2 separate regions of the Gossypium hirsutum genome follow, and region 2 is linked to region 1. A link is a contact called in public Hi-C data. All regions are on one chromosome and are shown on one strand. The core of a region is the stretch at or near the end of the contact, and the rest is flanking DNA. Distances in the headings are between cores, read along the strand shown. Region 1 holds the start of LOC107949952 (serine/arginine-rich splicing factor SR45a). Region 2 holds the start of LOC107887565.

What was found. Hi-C and Micro-C count contacts between places; a contact is called where the count stands out from the background.
Region 2: a contact with region 1 is called in a Hi-C map of leaf, with 2.3 times the contacts expected there. The contact joins the promoter of LOC107887565 here to the promoter of LOC107949952 in region 1. A contact is called at or near these places in 2 of 34 Hi-C or Micro-C datasets (both in leaf).

What each region holds. Positions count from the first base shown.
Region 1 is chrA03:10,331,317-10,338,302 of Gossypium_hirsutum_v2.1, forward strand. It overlaps LOC107949952 (serine/arginine-rich splicing factor SR45a), which reads left to right and starts at 4,069. Exons shown (of 6, transcript XM_041108269.1): 1 at 4,069-4,228; 2 at 4,880-4,983; 3 at 5,087-5,183; 4 at 5,308-5,457; 5 at 5,892-5,955; 6 at 6,052-6,933. The coding sequence starts at 4,880. The coding sequence ends at 6,803.
Region 2 is chrA03:10,591,874-10,598,859 of Gossypium_hirsutum_v2.1, forward strand. It overlaps LOC107887565, which reads right to left and starts at 3,056. Exons shown (of 6, transcript XM_041108307.1): 1 at 1,468-3,056; 2 at 1-1,040. The coding sequence starts at 2,608.

The sequences.
Region 1 (6,986 bases), core at 2,819-5,318:
GAAAGCATAACTTACACAACTGAGCAACCTATATTCTAGTGCTTGACATGCTTGATTGTTTAAAAGCCAATTATTTACACATTCATTTCTTTCATTTCTGTTCTAAACATCTCAGGGTTAATGAATCGATAGCACTGGAGTTACTCAACCTGACTGGTGAGATGCCTTCTATAATGGGCCATTTTTACCACGCCTAACAAAAACAAACAAAAATAAAATAATAGAATCTGTTAAAGTCCAATTGGAAAATTACAAGCCCAAAACAAAAAAAACCCTAATGGCCCAGGCCCAATAACCTAAACAAAGTTTTTAGTAAAAAAAACCCTAAAATCCTTAGCAGCGCCACTGCCCCCCACATGAACGGGCACGCTGCCCAAGGCATGACGCGCCTATGTCGCCGTTTCACCAAAATGGCTAGGGCAGACTTTTTGCCTCGTCGTTGACTCTCCAAGGATAGCTGCAAAAGGATGAAAAAAGATAGAAACAATGACAACAGAAACAAAAGCAGAAACAGTATAAACAATAGTAAAAAATAATAAACAGGGTAATCTATGGTTATAAAAGCCATAACCAAATTGTAATTTTGGACACACAGAGAGAAATACAAAAAAAGTATCATGTTTCAAAAGGTAGCAATGTTATTTTTTCTCTGATTTTATTCTCAAAGTAAATAAATAATAATAAGTAAAAAAAAAAACGTTACCTGCCTTTTCATTTTCGCGCCGCTATCGACGTCTCTTTCGGTCTGAGAGGTCGTCGAATCCCTGGGGATTCAGCCAATGCCGCGGTGGAGGGTGTCGGGAGTCGAAGAGTGTTTTTTTCTTTTTGGGGGGTTTTAGCTTTAATTTTCGGTAGTTTCAACTCCAAATCAGAGTTCTAAACAAAAAAAAAAGGGTTTAAAAGGTATTTTTGGGCAATTTTTCGGCCACCATCGCCGGCGGTCATGCTGGCCTGATGGCCAGATTCTAGGCAGTGCCCAGAGAGAAAAAATGAGAGAAGAAAGCTTTTTTTTTTTCCTAAAAAATGAAGCAAATGATTTTTTCTTCTAAATCTTTTTGCTTTTATAGCATTTCAAAATTATGTCATTTTGGGTTTCATTTCCAAATGCTAAAACGACGTCGTTTCAGGGCGACCTGACTTGGATCCTCCTAGTATTCGCGTTTTTTAAAGGGAATGGGATATTTGTGCTCCTGATCCTTCTGCCTTTTGGGTTGTTTTAAATTAGTCCTAATTTCACTATTTTTTCTTTTTAGAAATTTAACCATTCAATTTTACCCCGCTTTCAATTAAGTCCTCGGTTCACTGATCTCTTGGAGAAGGGACACTTGTCCTGAGGATTAAGATAATTCCTTATTTGGTCCTCGTTCGTTTTCGCACTTTTTATTTTAGTCTTTTATTTATTTATTTTATCTCAATTTATCCTTTTAATTTAATTTAAGTTACGACTAAGTGCTTTACTAATTTTAATTCTTTTATTTATTTATTTACTTATTTGGTTATTTATCCTTCCTTTACTTTTTGTTATATTTGAATTTTTTTATTTTCTTTTCATCGAGCATTTATTTATTTATTTTCTTTTTATTTTCTTTTTACACTTAAATATTAGATTGTTTATGCTCTTTTATTTGTGTATTATTATTATTATTGTCGTTATTATTTTATTTTTATTTATTCTCTCATTATTTTATTATTTCTTTTATTATTTTCGACATTTTTATGTCATGTTTATTTATCTTTTTAATCCTGCATTTTCCATTTTTATTTTAATTTACCTTATTTATTATAATAATAATAATATTATTATTATGTTATTATTATTATAGTATTCCTTTATTTACTTAATATTTATCATTCTAATTTTCTACCCACCTAGCCATTTTATATTATTTCATTATCACTAAACCATACATTATATTTAGGCACATTTGCTCGTTTTGTATTGTACCGGAATAAACTAAATATACATTACTTTAAATGTCATATTAAATTTTTTACTCAATGCGAAAAAAGGAGTATTTCAAAACCAAGGCAACGTTTTTATTTAGAGATTCGAGAAATCAGCCCTAACGTACGGAGTTTGATTTTCTCTTTGAACCTAAATAACCGAAGATCCTTTTAAAACTAAAAACACATGAGATTTAAACAATAATTGAATAGGGGACAATTTTATTTTAGAGAATTTGAGATGTCGTGACCTAACTTACGGGACATGACCTTTTTCGTTATCTCGAAATAAGAAGGCTTCTTATATAAGTTTTGATTTAATTAAGTGATTTAAATTTAAAAACATGCAAAGAGGGATCATATTTGAATCTTCAATTTTTTATTTTTCGACACAAAAGACAACAAGTAATCAATTAGGTACCAATTTTAGGCGTAACGAGAATGTTAATTCTTCCTTGTGTGTAACCGATTCCCAAACCCATTTTCTAGATTTTTGTATACTGAAAAATATTGTTTTAATAAATTAAATCTCTTATTAAAACAATCAAATTATAAGGTGACCCGATTACACCTCTTAAAAGTGATTGGTGGTGACTTCTATTTTTATTTTAAAATAAAAAGTCGATTTAAAAAAAAAGTTTCGACACCTTCTTTGGAACCTCCCTAGGATGAAAGCATAAGAACCCTGTACGTGGGTGGGCTTGATAAAAGGATCAATGAGAAGGATTTAAGAGACAACTTTGCCCATGGTGAAATCGAGTCCATAAAGATGGTTATTAACAAAGCATGTGCATTTAATTTGTGACCTATACAACCCGAGAAGGTGCAGAGAAGGTTGCAGAAGAGCTCTCCAATAAGCTGGTTATTAAGGGTTTGAGGCTGAAGCTTATGTGGGGTAAACCAGAAGCTCCAAAACTTGAGTCAGAACTTCGGAAGGAGCAAAGCAGCCAGCAGCTGTAGCTCATAACGGAATGTTACCACGAGCACTTATATCCCAGCAGCAGAACCAGTTTCAACCATCTGGCAGTCAACCACAACCAATGCACTACTTCAATATCCCACCCCCACTTCAGCAAGAGAGAGCCTTTTACCCCTCCATGGATTCTCAAAGAATGGGCGCACTTGTTCCATCCAAGATAGTGTCTTTGCATTACGACTTTTCAACCTTTACGACTTTTCAACCTTAATCAGATAAAATTATTTTTGTTTTATGTTTCTTAAACATTATTTTTATTTTTAATAAACTAATTTTATTAATAATATATAGCTACTCTCATAACTTATTTTCAGTAAAGAGAAGAAAATTTATTCACTTATTTTGAAGAAATCCTATTTTGTATAAAAGTTATTACTATACTTAGAATTTCAAGATTAACTTGTACTAACTATTTTTTATTTTATATGTAACTATTGTAACACATACTTAATAAATAAAATTTTTTTTCTCATATGACACTAGTAACCAAACAAGGCATAATAATAGCAAAAAAGCACCTAACTTGAAAATGTTAATAATAATAACCAAAATTATAAAAGTTTTAACTACGATGATAATACTAAAAAGAACATAATACATAATAAGTAAAAAATATATGAAGACTTGAATTTTTGAAAGTTTTAACAACAACAATAATAAATAGGCAATGAAATTGTGAGAGGATGAGATTAAAATTAGATTTAGGGTTTATTTTTTATTTAATTATAGAATATGTAAAAGTGTAATAAAAGTTATATTTAGAATTAAAAAAATCTTTTTGTTTTGGGTTTTAAATGAGTTTATATGTTAAAAAATATTATTTTTTTAAATTAATTTTTTTTTAACTTTTCAATGTCTAATATAATAAATTGAAATCAAATCAAATTATATAATTTAATGATATTATCTAACTAAAACCGAGTTAAACTATAAAAAACTCAAACCAAATTATCGATTCGGTTCAATTTCTTGATGGATTTTTTCAGAGTCCTATCATCTAGTCTCTAGAGCCTAAGTGCCTAACGGGCAACGGCCCTAACCCGAAACGTTAAAACAGACGCTATGCAGTGACCAAAAGGCCCACGGACCTTAAACGGGAAGGATTCAACCGAATTTTAATGCACTCCTCACGTCCGCTTCTCTAGAAACTTCAGAACCTCGTTCCTATATATAAAATGCTTTACCAGCCTTTCTTCAATGTCTTCTACATCTTTCGCTGCGTAACGTAAGAAACCCTCGCTATTAAGAAAAGAATACGATAGATCTAAAACACTCCATCCTCTACCTTTAACTGTTCATTTGTTTAAGGTAACTTATCCTTCCAATTAATTTTTTCATTTTTTATACGCTGTTTTCATAATTTATATGTAAGTCTTGGTAGGGGATTTTTTTTTTAAATTATTTGTTTGTTGATTTTGAATTTGAGTTCGCCCTCGTTTTCTGATAAGAGAGATAGGTCTGTGATCAAATTAAAATATTTTCGATTACTTTGCTGTATTGAAAGTTAATTTGAATCTTTGTTTTCTAAAGAACTAAATTTAAAAAAAAAAGTTGAACGTTTATATAATATGTAGCAACAATTATGTTGATTTATGATCCGTTGCTGCATTAGAAGGCCTAATTTTATATAGCATATTCATTATATTTCAATTCTGATTGTTTTATATGTTGGTACTTTTCTAATTTAACCTGGTAGGTGAAATTAAAGGAAATTGAGCGTTTAAAATTCTAACCAATCGGTTATAGAAAGATTGATTTGAAGATCTGATTATGAAGAACTATTTCAGAACGTGGGGAATTTTGTTATTTTGAGTTAAGAAAATGGGTTTCTTCTTAGTGTAAATGCTTCTAAGTATGAATAAATTATGTATTTATATTATAAAAGAGAGGCTGTAACTGAAAAGTTACTGTTTGTGAATTAAGTAAGTACTGAGATGTGTATTGTGTTCATATTGTCAGATGTCCTACTCTAGGAGGTCAAGCTATTCTCCTTCTCCTTCCCCATACAAGAGGTACAGGAGGTCTGTCTCGAGATCTTTGTCAAGGTCAAGGAGTCGCTCAAGGTATTGTTTAGTCATCTTGTTCTGCTTTGCTGCTGCTTATTGGTTTTATTTTTTGTCTCAATTATTTTATACCTAATTTTCCCATTTGTTTTTTTATTGGTAGGAGTGTTGAAAATCCTGGGAACAATTTGTATGTGACAGGCTTGTCACATCGGATCACCAAGAGAGAGCTGGAGAAGCATTTTTCCAGTGAGGGAAAGGTATGGTTGAGTATAACTTTGCATGTCTATTGTTATGTTTGAATTTGAGTATAAAATTTCTGTATGGTTAAGCAATATCTGTATGTGCTTTCAAAGTTCTTACAATGGGGAACTTAATGTATAGGTGGTTGATGTTCATCTTGTGGTTGATCCGTGGACAAGGGAATCTCGTGGCTTTGGATTCGTTACAATGTCGACTATAGAAGAAGCTGAACGTTGCATTAAGTATTTGAACCGCTCTGTTCTTGAAGGACGTGTCATTACAGTGGAGAAGGTAAAAGATCCATAATTCGGTTTATCTTGATCAGTAGCTGCTATGATTGTAGTAATTGATCCTTGCTTAATTCGTATAAGAATTATGGACGGGCAGTTATTATAGTTTGAAAGTTGTTTGCTTCTTTCCACTTGAAGCTTTTGTGGCAGCAGGTTAGCTGTGTGTTGCAGCTCTTCACCAAACTCCAAAAGTCTTACATCTAAACAAACAATTCAAACACAACAACAACAGTCAGACTGTTAGGGTTGTATGCCCTGAATTTCTCTCTTTATTTAACTGTTATGTCCTGTTTCAGTTATTCTGCATGTTGATTCAAATTTATAGAATCTTTTCCGAGAAAAAGTGAAAAACAGCTATACTCTCATCTATCATATATTATTTGTGAACTTCTTTTAATTTCACTTTCTCATGCTTTGAGTTTGTGTTTACTGCAGGCCAAGAGGCGGAGGGGGAGAACTCCTACTCCAGGAAGATATTTGGGGTTGAGAACTTCTCGTGGTATGTTTTGTAGTTGATGAGCATTCTTGTTGTCAGGATTATTTAAAATTTTCGAGTATGCTTGATTATGTTTTTAATTTTCCCATCTGCATCCAGCTCGTCATCGATCTCGAAGCAACTCACCTCGTCGATCTCCAAGTTATTCTTCTTATTCAAGAAGTCAGAGTCGGTCTCCTCGTTATTCATCTGGCAAGGGTAGGAGTAGATCTTACTCCCCTCGGCACAGGTCGTACTCCCGTTCTCCCTCCCCTTACAGTGGATCGTCAGAAGACTGCTACTATAGAAGATGGGACCGTTCCTACTCTCCTGATGATCGATATTACAGAAGGCGTGATAGATCTTACACTCCCAAGGACTGTTACTACCGCAGGTGGAACCGTTCCTACTCACCTGATGATGGATACTATAGAAGGCGGGACCGTTCTTATACACCTGATGAACGATACTATAGAAGGCGGGATCGTTCCTACTCACCTGACGATCGATACTACAGAAGGCGGGACTGTTCCTACTCACCTGATGATCGATACTATAGAAGACATGACCGGTCCTATGATTCAACTGACTGTAGAAGTTATCGTTACCGCTCTGCTTCTGGAAGTGCTACACCATCTCGGTCAAGGAAAAGTTCTAGGAGGAGCTTCTCACGTAGTTTGAGCCCCAAGCAAAGGAGCAGCTCAAGACGGAGTTACTCGCGCAGTGCATCACCTGTAGAGAGGAGGTCAAGGGGGAGCATTACACCACGTAAGAAAACTACCCCTCACAGCCACTCTAGAAGTAGAAGTGCAAGCCCGTCATCCAGATCGTTTTCAAGATCAGCGACGCCCAGGTCTGATTCTTCATCGTGAAGGGTAGTGCTTTAGTTGATGTATATTTTGATGAATGATGTTGTCCTTGTAGTTTCAATAGAACCTTATAAATAATTGGTTTGTGAACTTAAGTAGTGGTTTAATTAAATATGACTACAAATTTGCTCGACTTTGTTAACTGTCGCTCATTTTTGAGTTGCCTGTTTGGACTTTGGATGTGGG
Region 2 (6,986 bases), core at 1,806-4,305, 260 kb after region 1:
TATGATATCTGGAGCAGATTTTAATTTGTCTCTGCTTCGAACTGCCTTTCGTGCATCCCTAGCTTTATGCTTAGTTAAGGTTTGAGTATCTTCTTCAATAAAATTTGAAGGATGGCTTTCCTTTACTTCCTTTTCAGATTCCATGGTACTTTTACTCTCATAAAATGTTTGTAAACTGCCATGCCTGCAGTTGCTGGAATCTTGATGAGTTTCAGAGTTTATATATGTTGGAGGGGATGCACCATTCTCAGTTATTACTATTGAAGATAGTGAAATTTTGCTATTCAAATTTTGCTTGGTTTCATGTTCGGATGGAGAGATTGAAGCCACTTCAGCAGATTCCTCTTCAATAATATCATCTAATTCTCTTAGTCTTTCTCGATTTGCCTCTTCTCTTGATAGGTTAAATGAACCTGCCCACGGTTCTTCACTTTCGGAATTGATATCCCTTTCAACATCCCCATCATATATAACTGAATCACCATCAGCAGGTGAAGTTGTTCCTTCAGTTGTTAATGGAGGTGAACCAACTTCTGAGACCTCAACTTGCAAGTCAGAAGCTATGGAAAACGTTGGGGTATGGCACTGTCGCCTATATGTACTGTAAAATGAATGAATGTCTATCCTACGCCTTTCAGATGGCGACGGGCTGGAATCAAAGGAAAGTCTATTAATAGCTCTCCCCTTAGGAGGAATTGCAAGTTTAAGGGCCCTTTGCACATGATCATTGCGTAACCCAGGAGATTTACTTGTTTGATCTAAGATAGCTTCTGTGTTTTCGGATGAAGATGAGTCACAGGAATTGTTGTTTTTAATTGAATCTGTCTCCATTCTGACTTCACTTCCACTATCTAATCCTGGCTCCAGATCATGAGGGTGTTCCATCTTCTCCCCTTCTACTTCGGTCCTATTGTGTGGGATTTCTATATATTTTTCTTCGGATAAGTTTATCGCCTCATTGTGATTTGATTCTTCTACCTCAACAAGATCAATATCATTTTCTATACCAGAGGAACTAAGCTGGTGGTGACCTCCTTTGTCTGATGAAAAGGTAAAATGTTAAAATTATTCCATTAGATAACAGCAGACTTTAAAAAGGGAAAAGAAACTTCTATACCAAATTTGAAGTAATTCCATTGATTCAATAACTACATACTGACAGATATTAAAGGTTTGATGGCTATGGAGTTCAATAGGATGATCAAATTATTTTCTGGAATATGTTTGTCCCCCTTGCCTCTAGTCTAAAAAGTTTTTCTTAAGTACTCTTTTTGGACACAGTTTTAGGCAGGGCCTTGTGGAAATTCTTTCTTCACAATTGTTATCCACAGAATAATGACTTAAATCATTTGATTATGTACCTCAAAGCTTTGAAACAATCAATTCTACAGCCTATCCGTTAAACAGAAAAACCAAATAAAAGAAAGATCTCAACAATGAAAAATATATTTATTAACTTGATCTTACCTGGCTTCCATTCAAAAAGCCTTTTCTCACCGCTATAATACGTGTTAAACTCGGCACCATATGGATATTGAGAAGATGGAAATGTAAACAAAGGTCCTTGACGGAAGCTTTCGTGTCTGCAGAAGAGATTGGCTGGCATGAATTCTTGTTGGAAACTATCGGCCATAAGGTTGGGTTTTTCTTCAAGTGGATCATAAGGAAGGTCAAATGAATTCTGTTTAGGCAACAATAAGGAAGGGGCTGAACCAGGCATCGGTAAATCGTCTTCATCAAGATGACTTGAAAACTCACCATTGTTGATTTTAGCGGTTAGAATGGGAGCTATTTGAGAAGGAGGAATACCATTGATACCCATCAGGCTTTTCTCAATTGCCATTCTAAACAACTTTTTTGCTCTACGTTTGGCAATTAAACTTTGCAGCCTTTTGTTTCTTTCCAACTCAGTTAACCCAAGATCCATACGATTCGTAGCCTTATTCCCAGCATCATTCGCTTCTTCCAAGCTGTTGACACCACGAGCACGAGCACGAGCACGAGGACCTGTTCCTGATGACCCTTGAAAGCTATCATCCAACACCCGATGAGGTTTCGATGTCTCACTATCAAAGACCAAATTCGGATTTCCAGTTTCGTCATGGGGGGAACCCTCTCCATGTTCACTGCTAGAACTTCCTACCCTATCGAAGGTAACCTTGGAATTTTCTTCCAAGAAATTAGTTTTACTAGACGGACTATCACAAGTACTTCTCACAAAAAGCATGTCTTTTTCCTCACTATGTTTTCCATCCCATTCTAGCACTTCCTTTCGAGCATTTCGTCGAACACTTTTCTGGAGTCGCAATGAAGCCTCGTTTGATGTATTTACAACTTTTCCATCTGCAATCTCTTTTTTCTTTAGCCATCGGGATGCAGCATACTTGGTTTTGAAATAAAATCGGATAAAAACAGCAGTGCAGACAATAATAGGGGAAATGTACATAAAATTCAAGAAAACATGAGGGAAAAATATGTACAAAAGGAAAACAAAGATCAAAAACCCTGAAACATCTGGGTATTTTCGTCCAAATTTATAGCAACAAATTCCAGAAAATCTAATAATTCTCCAGACAAAAAGTTGGATACCCTTTGCATCAATACTCATTTTTTTAAAAAATATATATATTAATTTATCTTCAGAAACAAAGCAATAAGAGAAACAAACAAATTGGGTGCTAATAATCCATTATACGTAGTAAACATCAAGGAAATGACTAAAGATTTCAGCTAAAACATGCATTTCAAACATAATAGAATTCTCTCTTTTTTTAGCAAAAAACAGGAAGAAGTAAAATAGGGGGGGGTGAGGGAGTGGTTTTGGACATGGGGTTTTCGATTTGTTTTTTTTTTTTAGAAAACTTCTTTTTGGTGGATAGCTTTCTTAGATCCTTCAATTTAGGGCTTTCTCTGCCATTTCTTTTTCTCTTCTTCCCTGGATTCATGGGGACAATATAGGACAAAATAGAAAACAGGTATACGAAGAACTGACAGTTAATATCGCATCATTATCGGTAATATTTTACTCAACCTACCTGTAATATTTTGAGTGTCACCCGTTTCTTTTTAATAAAAGCAGGGTAAGGGGTTATCCAAGAATAAAAGCCCTAGTTAAATTGGTTTTGTTCACTTTTTGGCTTTTAGCAATGAAAATACGTAGATATAATTTTTAATTGAATTAATTAAAACTTCACTTCATTTGAAAAATAATTAAATCTTTAAATTATACATTAGAAGAGTTAAATAGGTGTTGGTTCTAAAATATACACCTTCCCAACACAATTGAAATCTATTTAACAGAATCATTTTTATTTTTAATTACTTTAATAATTACTTATTTATTTTTATACTATTATTTCTTCGTTGTACTATAATGCTTGCATCTATATCTATATTTATATATAATATGTTTGTCTATATCTATTCTTTTAATTAAGTCTCTAATTTATGGTAGTAGGAAATGGATTTTTTTTTGTTTTTAACGATGGCAGTCCTTTAGGAAATATTTCACTTTTCAGCTTTCTCATTAATTAGGGTCTATTACCTTTTTAATGGTGATTGATAGGTTAGGACATGTGTCATTTAGTTTTTATTCTTGTATTATTAATGGTAACCATTCAACATTTTATCAAAAAAATTAAGTCTCTAATTAAGTTAATGTCTCGAGTACCAATTCGATTAGGAAAATTATGAGAATATCTTTTTTTAATTAAACTAAATTATATCATTTTAGGGTACTTTAGTCTAGTTCTTGATTGAGTTTGTGTTACAAGTCAACCAGACACAAATTCGATTAGGAAAATTAAGTCAACCAGACCAAGTCAGTTAGAAAAATTATGAACTAAGAGTACTTTAGTCTTTTATTTTAACAAAAATCAATAAAAATATGTATATGATGTTTTTTTTTTTTGTGAAAAGAAAACAAACTTAAAGACAAACTAACTACACAGAGGACTTTTGAGCAAGGCTAACACTTGTTTTGACAATAGGAGAGATTGCTAACGCCTCCTTTGGGGTCTTTTCAAACATCGTCAAGTTTTGTCCTATATCAAAAGCCAATTTAGCCATACAATTTGCAATTTCGTTTAACTCCCTAGGAATATATTGCATGACCCAATGTCCAACATTCACTAAGAGTTGATTAATTCTTCTAATGAGGGTAGAGTTTGAATCTGCCAAAGAGAAATCCTGAATAGCCTTGACCACCTCCAAACTAGCTTTTGGAATCATCACGCCCTAAAATCGTTTATCTTGGATAAGGGCCAACCCATCGAAAATGACCTACAATTCAGCATCAAAGACGGAACATTCACCCAAAAATCTATTATATCCCATAATCCAATCCTCATTTCCATACCTTAGGACTCCCCCAGCTGCAGCAATTCCAAACATATCTTGCACCGCACCATCAGTGCATAATTTAATCTAATTCTCCGGTATAGGAATAAATGGCCTCGGTGTCTATTGTCTAGACAAATCCTTCCCATGAAAAGAAGCAAACTGTTCTACCCAGGTGTATGAATTTTTAACAATGTCACTTACTTTTCAAAGAGACCCATGGAAGATGAAAATGTTCTGATTTTTCCATATTCTCCAGGCTATCAAACCAAATAAGCTCAACCAAACAACCTCGCCCATAGCTAGTTTAGAAGGATTAAGTAAATTAGACTTAACCCATTCATGAAGATTACCTGCAAAAAAAACCCCACACAACTCATTTGACAAAACCTGTTTCCAAATTTCCTTAGTTGTAGGGCAATCTCTGATGGTATGTAAGATATCCTCAAAATGATGTCCACACAGTCTACAAGAACTATTATGCCTTATACCTCACTTGACTCACTCCACATTGATAAGTAGGCGTTGTTTCAAAACAAGCTTGATGAAGAATCTAACTCTCTAGGAACTTTGAAAATTCCACAGAATATTATATTTCGCGTCCCTCAAGCTCTATTATCTTTCCTGTAAACTCTAGTAAGCACTTTTAAGGGAGAAGAAGCCAGTTAAAATTTGAGCCAAATAATCCTATCACAACCCACAGAGATGTGTGGTGGGGGAATACTCACAATACGCCTAATAATCTCCTCCAGCAACTAAATACGAAAAAGCTTCAAATTCCAAGTTCCCTCTCAGTAATCATCTCACTAAGCAAACAGTCTTGATTGACATTAGAATGAGGCAGAACCTAATGAATTAAAGGTCCCACATATGAAATTCACAAATCCTTCCAACAATGAATATTGTCCACATTTCCCACAGAGCAAATTAGATTCTCTCGGAGTAAAGGCCAAACCTTAGAGAGTGCCCTCCAAAGGAAAGAACATCGTCCTCACGAAATATCTTGTAGCAGCTCTTCTATAACACTCTATACCCGGTTCAGTTGTCGAACTCAAACTACACGATGCTATAGAAGATAATGGAATAAATACATGTAAATTCGACATTTAGCAATCAAAACAATCATTAAAATGTTCATAACTTAAGTATGCAATGATTTACACATCAATCTGAGTCCCAAACGAGCTTACGAAAGCTTTTAAAACATCCTGAAAATAAATAGGGACTTAATTGTAAACTTAATAAAATATATGAAAATTTCAGTAAACAAGGGTCACATGGCCGTTTTGTCAAGCCGCGTAAAAAACTGTGGTTGTGTGGACCTAGTTGTAAAATTTTGCAAACATTCTCATAGCCGTGTGGCTAGGCCATGTGAGAGATTGAGACCATGTCAACATTCATGCATCTAAATTACCAATAGCACACGGCCCTACCAACCAACCATGTGATATACCCAACCATGTGGCAAACCGTGTGTGCAGGACAAAGCATCTAATGTACAAATTTGGCTCAACCTTATTCAAAGACCTATAATGTATTGCTTTACTAACATCAATACCTACTCAAATATTCACATTTCATGCTCAAAATATAACTTATAAAGTATTCCTAAATGTCTAATCAATATGCCACAATTGGCACCGTAATCAACTAAACTATTTTAATCCATTCACCTATAACTTATGCATTCATCCAACTATCACGTTCTAAATCCCTTAGCACACATTCAAGCTAGTTATATACATTTTCGTATTATACGAGCATAAGTATAGTTCAACTTACCAAAACAATTCCATAAACTTGCTTTAATACAATACCAAAATAAACATACCAAAATGGGCAAATTCATAAATTTGAACACCCAACACACACACACACACACACACACACACACACACACACACACACACACACACACACACGCACGCACGCACGCACGCACGCACGCACGCACGCGCGCGCGCGCACACACACACACACACACACACATATATATATATATCACACCTATTGCATGCCACTTATAACTGAACAAGATGAACCAAAGATTACCAATAGAGATGTTGGATAGTGTGAGCTCTGGAAGTGGTCCGATAGCCAAATTTCGTAAAGATGCAACTACAGAAGACAGAAAAATAAAATGGGGTAAGCATTGACATGCTTAGTAAGTTCATAAGTACATAAACAATAGTCTTATCTTAGATTCACATTTAAGAAAATAGAATTAACTAGTTTAAGTCACTTTCCTGTCAAAACATTTTACAACAGTAAGGTAAGTATATCACAAATTAAGTCATATAATCTTCTGAAATCCATTCAATATGATACATAACAGTATCATTTAGTCAAACTATAAAACATATGGATCAAGTCAATCAATTGATTTTTTTAATTCATTACATACACAGTCATATATCTTTTTCTTTTAAACATATAGCACCACGTGTCACAAGTACAAAACGAGTGTTTTATACATGTAAACTATAAACATTCTAGTCATTTTGATTAGTTTTCAAACAAATTTTAAACACACACTTATCATTCATTCAATTTCATCAGTTGAACATTTCAATAGTCATACAAACATATCATTTCCAAGTAACTCATGAAATCAATCAATATACATTCTTTTAATAGGTAGCCCGATG